Linked DNA regions of Sus scrofa: all the other regions are linked to region 1. Evidence: chromatin contacts called from public HiChIP or PLAC-seq data. All regions are on one chromosome and are shown on one strand. Each heading gives the region's core, a stretch centred on a gene start, on an enhancer-like site or on the middle of the called end of the contact. The rest is flanking DNA. Distances are from core to core; before and after follow the strand shown.

Region 1 (3,048 bases), core at 282-2,781:
ATTAGTAGGAAGATTCACCAATGGCTTGTTAATTAGTACATGAAGAGAAGAAAAAAAATGTTTTTAAGAAAATTAGCTTGGATAATAATGACTGAAGAAAACTGCAACTCTTTCTAAACCATTCTTAAGTTACTATGGGCTAATATTCACTGAGTTCTTACTAAATGTTAGGTATTGAAAGCACTTTCAGATATGTGTGCTTATTAAATTCTCAAAAAAACCCAAAAAAAACAAAAAAGCTCTGAGCTGGAGAAAGTTGTTTTTTTTTAACATTTTTAAATGTTTGGTATCTTTTCATTTCTTGTTTCCTAATTTCTTATTATAGTTGATTTACAATGTTCTGTCAATTTCTGCTATATAGCAAAGTGACCCAGTCATACACACACACATTCTTTTTTTCACATTATCCTTCATCATGTTCCATCACAAGTGGCAAAATATAGCTCCCTGTAGATAGGAAATAGTTTCTGTTTTTGGGGCTTTTTTTAATCCTCTTTCTTTGGATGAGGAAACAAGGGACAGAGAAGTAAAGTGACTTATTCCAGGACACAGTTAAATGAACGGCCAGGCTAAGATTTCAACTCATGAGTCAACCTGGAGAAACTTTTACAACCACTAAGTAAAACTGCCTCCCCCTTTACATACTTGCCCACTAAAACTATATCTGTCTTCTGCTCAAAACTCTCCCAGATTTCCTCTTTTACTCAAAGTCAAAGCTAAACTTCTTACAATGGCCTACAAGGCCCTATGTGCTTTGGCTTCCCATTACTTGTCTCTAACAATCTACACTGACCCACTGCATCCAAGACACCTTGTTGTTCCTGGATCACATAAGACTTGCACCTACCTCAAGACTTTTGTAGCCACTGAAAAGGGGAGAGGCCACACGGAAAAGTGAGAACAACCTCTTCGCCAAAGAACAGGTTTTCCTTCTGAAAATGCAAATTTCAAACAAATCTGCAGCGATGGGTAAAGTCCAACTCTCCAAGTGTTGCTGCATATTATCTGGACGCAAATTCTGACGACACTTGGGCAGCAGTCTAAAGTAGAGTAGTAGTACGGCCCCCTCCATCCTACAAACGTCAAGCATCTCCACGCCACTCACTTCCATCCTAGCTAAGCACTAGCCACATGCCGGTTTTAAGCAAATAAATCGCCGCAGGGAGTCGGAAATCTCTCTCTCTACACACACACACGCGCGCGCAACCCTTCGCCCCAGTGCTGTAAAATGCAGTCCAAAAAATCCGGGGAAGATCTAAATCTGGGAGATGCTGCAATCTCTCCAAGTTATCTCTTCTTTCTACTGCTGGAGGCAAGAGGAATGCCACAGGAGCAAAGAGGGGGGAGGAAGGGGGCATCTCCCCCTTACCTTGATGGCTTTCTCCATGTCGCTCTCCTCCGACATGCTCCGCGAGGCCCGCACGGCCGGGAGCAGCGGAGGCTGCGCAGCTGCCTGATCCCACCGCAGCCGAGGGAACAAGGAGCTCAGCGCTCCGGACCCCGAGCCTCGGGAAGACTGGCAGCAGCCGCCCCCAGGAACCGGCAGGAATGAAGGCCCCGGCGCCGGCTCGGCCTCGGCGGGCGGTTCTAGGCTGGCGGCGGCGGCGGCAGCGGCCCCCGGGAAGAAGCCTTTGTGCTGGGCCCCACGCGGCCGCCTCCCGGCCTCATCCCCGGCCGGGGAGGCAGGCTCCCGGGGCAGGGCGAGGCGGAGAGGGCCCCGATCCGGGGCGCTGTGCTGGGGCCTCGAAGGGCCTCCGCTTAGGCCCGGGCTCGCCAGGTCCTGAAGAGGAACCTGCGCCTCCGCCTCCGCCGCCGGCACCGCCGAGAAGCCGAGGCCGACCCCGCCGCCGCCGCCGCCGCCGCCGCTGCTCCCGCTGCTGCTTCAGCGCCACACATCGCCGGGACACCCGCGCCGGGCAGCCCTGCCGGCCGCCCGCCTGCCGGCGCTGTGCACTACTTGAACTCCGGGCCGCCCTTCCTGCGGCCAGACTTCGTGCCCCCACAGCTCCACGCGCCCCTCGCCGCGGTCCGCTGGGGTTTCCGAGTCGCCCCCGAACCACGCAGTTGACTTGCAGGCGTCTGCCAAGGCCTCCCCAAGGTGGCGCCAAACTCAGGACAGGCCCCCGGGCCCTCCGCAGCGACGGCGCAGTGCTGATGACGTCAAAGGCCCCAGACCAGGCGGGGCTATTGGACCTTACCACCCAATTCGAGTGGCAGCGGGACATTTCTCACCTTCTGTGTTTTTCCTAACGTCGTGGTCTAGATTTATGGTAGCAGAAACACGCTGCGGAAGAAGCAGAGGATATCGGCTTGTGATAGAGGTCAGACACTGAACCTCCGGAAGAATCCTGAGGTAAGAACAGATATATAGCAATAACAGTTATGTATACAGGGCTTTCATTTTGCGTGAAGCTCTTTTTTTTTCCATTAGTTTCCTTATTCTTTATAAAGTAGGCATTTGGCTCTTCGAGGTAAGTGTATGTATGTGGAATATATAAAATATGTATGTATTTTTTGCTTTTTAGGGCCGCTTCTGTGGCACATGGAAGTTCCCAGGCTAGGTAGGGGTCGAATAGGAACTGTAGCCTCTGGCCTACACCACAGCCACAGCAACGCCAGATCTGAGCAGTGTCTGCGACCTACACGACCTACACCATAGTTCGTGACAGTTCAGGATCCTTAACCCACTGAGCGAGGCCAGGGATCAAACTGGCATCCTCATGGATACTAGACGGGTTTGTAACCTGCTGAGCCACAGTGGAAACTCCTGAGGTGAGTATATTGTTATACCCTATTAACAGATGAGATAACAGATGAAGTAACAGATGAAGTAAGTGGAACTCTCTTGCAAACAGCTGAGAACTAGTGAAGTCAAAATTGGAACCAAGGTTTGTGCTCGTTATGTTACACCAATAACCTGTCAAAGGACCTTGCAGGAGTTTTTGCCTAATCACCTCTTGATAGATCTTCGTTCATTCACTTATTTACTGAGCACCACTGTGTGCCAGGCCAACTCCATCCTGGGGAAACAGTAGAAACAAGATATGG
Region 2 (2,980 bases), core at 409-2,908, 190 kb before region 1:
CCACTGAGGCTATTGTGGTAGCTGTAAAGATGGAGACGCAGCAACAGTGCAGTTTCTCCCTGAGTCACACTTGGTTTGTCACGTTATCTCATTTTCACCTATGGGTGGTAGGGGTGTCACTTTGCCAATAAAGACCTCCAAAGGGCTCTGCTGTGGCGTGTGCCTGACAACCAGCCAGCCAACCTACACTTTTTTTTTTTTTCTTTTTAGGACCGCAATGCGGCATACGGAGGTTCCCAGACTAGGGGTGGAATTGGAGCTGGAGCTGCAGCTGCCGGCCTACGCCACAGCCGCAACAACACCAGATATCACGACACCAGAGCTCACTGGCAGCACTGGATCCTTACCCCACTGAGCGAGGCCAGGGATCGAACCCACATCCTCTGGGCACTAGTTGGGTTCATTATCGCTGAGCCACAATGGCAACTCCATACACCTACACTTTTACATTCTTGAAAATTTGCCTTGAATGAGTCACAGGTACCAACTTCAGGAACAGGAACCCTTTCGAAAAGGGGAAGAGTTCAATCACTTGAGATAGATAGATACTTCTTGGTTTCACTTCCCAGCAATGAGCATGGACTAAAATAAAACGCCTGGTTCTCTCTCAACACTTAGCTCGCCCGTCTCACAGGTGAAGTTAAGGTGCCAGTGGGTGAAGAAAGGTGAAAGATCAGGGGACTGGGACTGCATTCAGCTTTCCATATTTCCACCTTCCACGTACCGAGGCCAGGACCCCAATTCTGTGAATACGGAGGTGGGGATTGTAGCTAATCCTTCCAAGTCTTGACCCGATTTTGCCACCAGGCCCAAGACATTCACTACAGAGTGGTTGAACTGAAGCTTATTCTCAAAGCTTGCACTTTTTATGGAGAGGCAGAATATCTGGACAGTGGCTGAAATCCATGCCAAGGAAAGAGGGGCGCTGAAGTGCAGGTTAACAAGCAGGGTTTCCACCCCTGCCCAACACAGTGGCGTCCGCTTCGAACTGCCCTCCAGGTTTCTCTACTTTGGACCCGAGGATTGGGCTCACCTGGCACCTCCCTCTTCCCACAGGTGATGGGAAGGGGCACCCTGCTCCCTCAGCTCCATTTCTGCAGTTCTTTTGCAAAGGAGGAAGCAAGTATAAATATTGCAAAGGCAAAGGTGCGTGGTGACCATGGATCATGCATGCTCCAAGGCCAAGATACGGCCTCGGCCCAAAGTCCACCAGCCCTGCAAGGCGGTGGGAACCCACGAGATCATTGCTACAGACCACCTCCCGCCAGCTAGCTGTACCCAGCGTCCCCCACGGGTGGGCGCTGCCCTAGGAGCTCTGGCTGCACCTGCGCGCGATGTCCCCCGCCGCGTTACCTTGTAGAAAGTAATTGTATCCAGGGGAAGGGCGCCCTTGGTGTGCAGGCCGCTGCCGCCTTGCGGAGCAGAGAGAAACAGGAGGAACAGGAGAAGGGGAAAGAGTGGAGAGAGACAAGCAGCGTGGGGAATGGCGGAAGCCATAACGCCTTATTCTGGCAGTAGCTGCTGAAGCAGAGGAAGCGTGGAGTCGGGAGTCACGTGTCTAGGAGGGCCGACTCCGGCGCGCGTACGTGTACTAGCCGGCAGGCTCTCGGCGGCCTAGGGTGAGAGGGTGGGGCCTCGTGAGGGGAGAGGGGGGAAATGGAGCTGCTGCGCGTGCGTACTCGGCGAAAGCCAGCTGGGGCCTAGGGTGATTGGGCGGGGCCAAGTGGCGGGGAGGGGGTTGATAGTGTGGGGCGTGTGGGGGAGGGGCCGGAGGAGGAGGGGGCGTGTGGGGGAGGGGCCGGAGGAGGAGGGGGCGTGTGGGGGAGGGGGCGGAGGAGGAGGGGAGGGAGGAGGAGGGGGCGGAGGAGGAGGGGGCGGAAGGACTGCCGCGCACGCGCTCTCTGCGAGGCTTTCAGCTGGCCTGCCCCTTTCCCGTCATCCTCCGCCAGAGGAGTGGCGCGAAGCGCGTGCTCGGCGTTTTTATGGCCCTTGGGTCGCGTCTTTCCTTCTCTTCGAAGATGACGAAGCCGGCCAGCATTTCTTCTTGCCTTTGGTTGGGATGTGCTACTACCTTTGGTTAGTCTGTCAGGCCGTCTGACTGTGCTACTGCCTCTTAGTTGGCACGATATTATGTTCATTCAGTCGTATTCGGCTCCCACCCTTAGGCGGTAGCTGAGCTGGTGTGTGAGACGAGGCTCTTGTCAGTTTGGCTGTCAGGGCCTCCCCTACCCCTGACCAGCCCTATATGAGGCTTACTCTGTGGTGCGTGCTTCACCAGGGAGGCTCCAGGCTCATAAAAATAGGCTTCCCTTATTTTTAAAGTCCTAATAATTCTGTTGAACAGGTGTTTGTTCAGCATATAGTTTATACTAGATCCCAGGTTTGCTTGCAGGAATGCAGAATGGAGATGAATGAGACCGAACTCTGTACTGAACGAACTCAGTGGTGGGGCAGGAGGAGTCATGGAAATAGTAATAGAAACGTTACAGTGTAATTGGTAGAAAATAAGACTGTATTACAGGCTCATGAAAGCATAAATGGTAATTCAGTCAGTCCCGCTCAGTAGTGTTAGGGAAAGTAATAGACAGGAGGTGACTTTTGAGCTGGATCTAGAAAGAAGAGGAGGTGTTTACTTACAAGGCAAATAGCAGATGATGGTTCTAATAAGGGGGGGGGGACATGATGAATCTGTGAATGAACTGAGGCACGTGGTGAAGGGTCTCATCAAGCGAAAGGGTTTGGAGCCATCAGAGGTTTTAACCAGAAGAATGACTTTAGATTTGCTGTTACTTGGGAATAAAGAAGATGGATGTGAAAAGAAGGGAATAAATTGTGTAATACTTTATAAGGAATTTAGCACCAAGTAAACCATTACATGTGTCTAGTAAATGTGCTTTAGAGAGGTTCAGAAAAATTTATTGGAGTTTGCACTAATAAATTATTAAAGTAAGACACATAGACAAATGATAGAAGTTAGAGG
Region 3 (3,062 bases), core at 215-2,714, 260 kb after region 1:
TCCTTAATAATCCATGAGCTCCACCACCAACCTGGCCTCTGCCTCCAGTCACATGACCTCGATGCCCACATTCAACTCAAGTCTGGTCTATAAACTTGGCACTTTCCCAAGCCTCCTTCCCCATCATAAAGTCCCAGGGCCTCAGCTACGCTCCCAGAAACCTCCTGGGGCCTGCTTCCCTGACCTCTTGGTCACCCCTTTAATAAACCTGCTTACCTGCCGCACTCCAAACACCTCTAAAAACCCTCCACCCTTTCTCAGAAACCAGACTAGCTTTTCCGAGGGTACTTGATATTCATTCATTCATTCATTCGACAAATATATATTAGGCACCTACTGGGTGCCAGGCACTGCACTAGCCACTGGAGAGTGAGCACTGCCCCAAGCTCTCTAGGAGTGTATAAACGGTCAAAGCACTTTTGTAATGTTGGCAGACCCACCTCCAATATCTGTCTAGCATCTAGTGTACAATACGTAACAGCAAACATATACTAAGAACTCACTATGTGTCAGACACTTTTCCCAACATAGTGTGTGCAATATCTCACTGAATACTCAATCAGCTCAGTGAGGCAGATCGTACTACTATTTCATTTTTACAGATGAGGAAACGGAAGCATACAGAGATAATAATTCAGCAGGAATGTGCCAGTCCTTGAGTGAAGTGCTTTACCTGTCTTACTTCATTTAAACCTCACAGGAATCTCATGAGGAAGGTTCTGGGAATATCCCCATTTTACAGAGGATGAAACTGAAGCTTCCAAAGGCTACTGATAACCACATCGATTGCTAACATCTACCTAGAGCTAGCTCACTCCACCAGGTCGAGTGTTAAGCACTTTTCCAGCTTTATCTCATCCAATACTCACACCACCCTACGAGGCAAGTCCCCAATTCTCAGATGAGGAAACTGAGGCTCGGAAAGGCGAAACAATTCGCCCAAGGTCAGAATGAGGAAGCTAGTAGTCCCGAGACTCGAACCTGGGTCCCTCCAACTCCAGACACCGCGCGACTTGACCAAGGTCACACGTGAGGCAGGGGCCGGCGCGACCAGTGGACCGGGAGCCCAGCCCCGAGCCCCGCGCACCCGGCCCCTCGGCTCCGTATCCCCGCGCCCCAGCCTCACCTCGGAGCCGCCCCGAGCCCCTCCGCGCGCCCCTGCAGCCGCCGGCTGCCCCACCCGCCCCGCGCGGGCCGGCACCTCCCCGCCAGTCTGCCCGCCCCGAGGCCCCTGCGGGCCGCGCCCGGCAGGGCCCACGCCGCCTCCGGCCGCCGCGGCCCTTACCGCTGTCGCCGATGATGAGCAGCTTGAAGAGGTGGTCGTAGTCCCGGGCCATGGCGGGCGGGGGAGGCGCGCGCGGGCGGGCGGGGTCGGTGCTGGCCTCGCGATCCGCAGCTCCCTCCGGGCTGCTCCGGCAGCGGCGGATCCACTTCCCGAACAAACAGCCGGAACTGACAGAAACACCTCCCTCCGCTCCCCCTCCTCCTCCTCCTCCTCTTCAGCAGCCGCCGCCGCTGCCACCGCCTCCCTCCTTCCCGCCCCGCCCCGCCACTGCGCAGGCGCAGCGCCTGTCCCCGCCTCTGCGCAGCCGCGGCCGCAGCCAGCCGCGCCCTCTCCGCGCTCACGCACTGCGCGTGCGCCCAGGCAGAGTCCCGCGGGCGAGGGCTGGCCTTTCCTGCGTCTTTTCGCCGATCACAGCAGCCGCCGCCGCCCGCAGCCCGCAGCCCGCGGCCTGGAGGGTTCGGAGAGCAGAGCTGCGGTGGAACCCTAATTGGAAGAAGCCTAGAATGAGGAAGAAGTCCGGCCGTGGCCCGGAAAAGACCCGCTCCTTCATCTTCAAGACCCGCAAGCGCTGCGGAGAGGAAAAGACTGGCAGTGACCGCTGGGGCGGGGCTTACGCCGAGCTCCCGGTTTCTCGGGGCTGGGGACTCGGACACTCCGCCCCCTTCTGCGTGGACGCCGCCTCCGGGGTGCTAGCTCCGGCCCCCTACCGTCTCCCGAGCCTATGGACAGGACGCCGAGGCGGCTGGAGGCTGCGGTGTGTACAGGACCGGAGTCGCCCGCTGGGGAGTAACGTGTTAGGTGTATGGCTTTGACGTCAGTGCTGGGGAGAAGTCCCATCCTAGCCCAGAGACCTATTGGAGCTTGAGTTGCCTTGTTGATAAAACGGGGTGGGTGATACCAGATTCAGGGTCCTGTCCAACATGACGTTGAGCCTGGGAGGTGACGAACCCCGCAGATCGACAGCAGCAGCTCCTGCAGCTTCAATTTCACACCATCTACAGATACACCACTTTTCCAAATCACGTGGTAGGAAGACCTGGGTTGCAGAAGTTAAGCGGTATTCGGTTTATCATCAGACCCAGTTTTTTTCCGGTTGTAGAGTAAGTTCCCACCTGCACTAAAAGTAGAATGCGCCTCTTGCCATCCTCATTTACAGAACTGAAGAGAAAAAAATTTGTTACAAGTTCTGTATGTCCCTCTCACTTTCTAGTGAAGTACCTTTTATATATTTCTACTTGCTTTCTCAAACTTCCTTTTACCTTGACTTTATACAAAGTAATTCTCTTGGTTTTTAAATATATACAGAAGGTTACCAAAAAGTACAAATTACTGCTTTTCCCTCAGACCCATTCCTCACATGTAAACAAACCCTGTTAATAAATTTATTAAAAGTTAAATGTTTTAAGTTTAACAAATATTTGTTGAATGAATAAATGTCCTTCAATTAATTTCCTTTGCCTGTGCATACACTTAAATTGCTTTTTCTCTTTAACAACATACTTGGGCCTTCTGTCATCACAGCTGCATGGGTATGACACTCCATCATATATATATGGTGATACTGGAGTTCCCATTGTGTCAGTGGTAACAAATCCAACTAGTATCCATGAGGAAGAGGGTTCGATCCCTGGCCTCGCTCAGTGGGTTAATGATCCGGTGTTGCGGTGAGCTGTGGTGTAGGACTCAGCTTGGATCTGATGTTGCTGTGGCTGTGGTTTTGCCAGGCAGCCAAAGCTCCGATTTGATCCCTAGCCTGGGAACCTCCATATGCTGCTGC

Evidence for each region. HiChIP or PLAC-seq counts read pairs in DNA pulled down with a chosen protein or histone mark.
Region 2: an H3K27ac HiChIP or PLAC-seq map of alveolar macrophages shows a contact between it and region 1. The contact joins the promoter of ERP29 here to the promoter of LOC102160475 in region 1. A contact is called at or near these places in 1 of 5 promoter capture datasets (fetal liver) and 1 of 2 datasets of contacts at active chromatin or transcription factors (alveolar macrophages).
Region 3: a contact with region 1 is called in an H3K27ac HiChIP or PLAC-seq map of alveolar macrophages. The contact joins the promoter of RAB35 here to the promoter of LOC102160475 in region 1. A contact is called at or near these places in 1 of 5 promoter capture datasets (liver), 2 of 47 Hi-C or Micro-C datasets (brain and embryonic fibroblasts) and 1 of 2 datasets of contacts at active chromatin or transcription factors (alveolar macrophages).

What each region holds. Positions count from the first base shown.
Region 1 is chr14:39,884,375-39,887,422 of Sscrofa11.1, forward strand. It overlaps LOC102160475 (laforin-like), which reads left to right and starts at 1,532. Exons shown (of 3, transcript XM_021074221.1): 1 at 1,532-2,353. The coding sequence starts at 1,549. The coding sequence ends at 2,250. MAPKAPK5 (mitogen-activated protein kinase-activated protein kinase 5) reads right to left here and starts at 1,524. Exons shown (of 14, transcript NM_001143694.1): 1 at 1,370-1,524. The coding sequence starts at 1,405.
Region 2 is chr14:39,694,090-39,697,069 of Sscrofa11.1, forward strand. It overlaps ERP29 (endoplasmic reticulum resident protein 29), which reads right to left and starts at 1,659. Exons shown (of 3, transcript XM_003483432.3): 1 at 1,354-1,659. The coding sequence starts at 1,497. It overlaps TMEM116 (transmembrane protein 116), which reads left to right and starts at 1,650. Exons shown (of 12, transcript XM_021074212.1): 1 at 1,650-1,671.
Region 3 is chr14:40,139,797-40,142,858 of Sscrofa11.1, forward strand. It overlaps RAB35 (RAB35, member RAS oncogene family), which reads right to left and starts at 1,465. Exons shown (of 6, transcript NM_001243291.1): 1 at 1,286-1,465. The coding sequence starts at 1,337.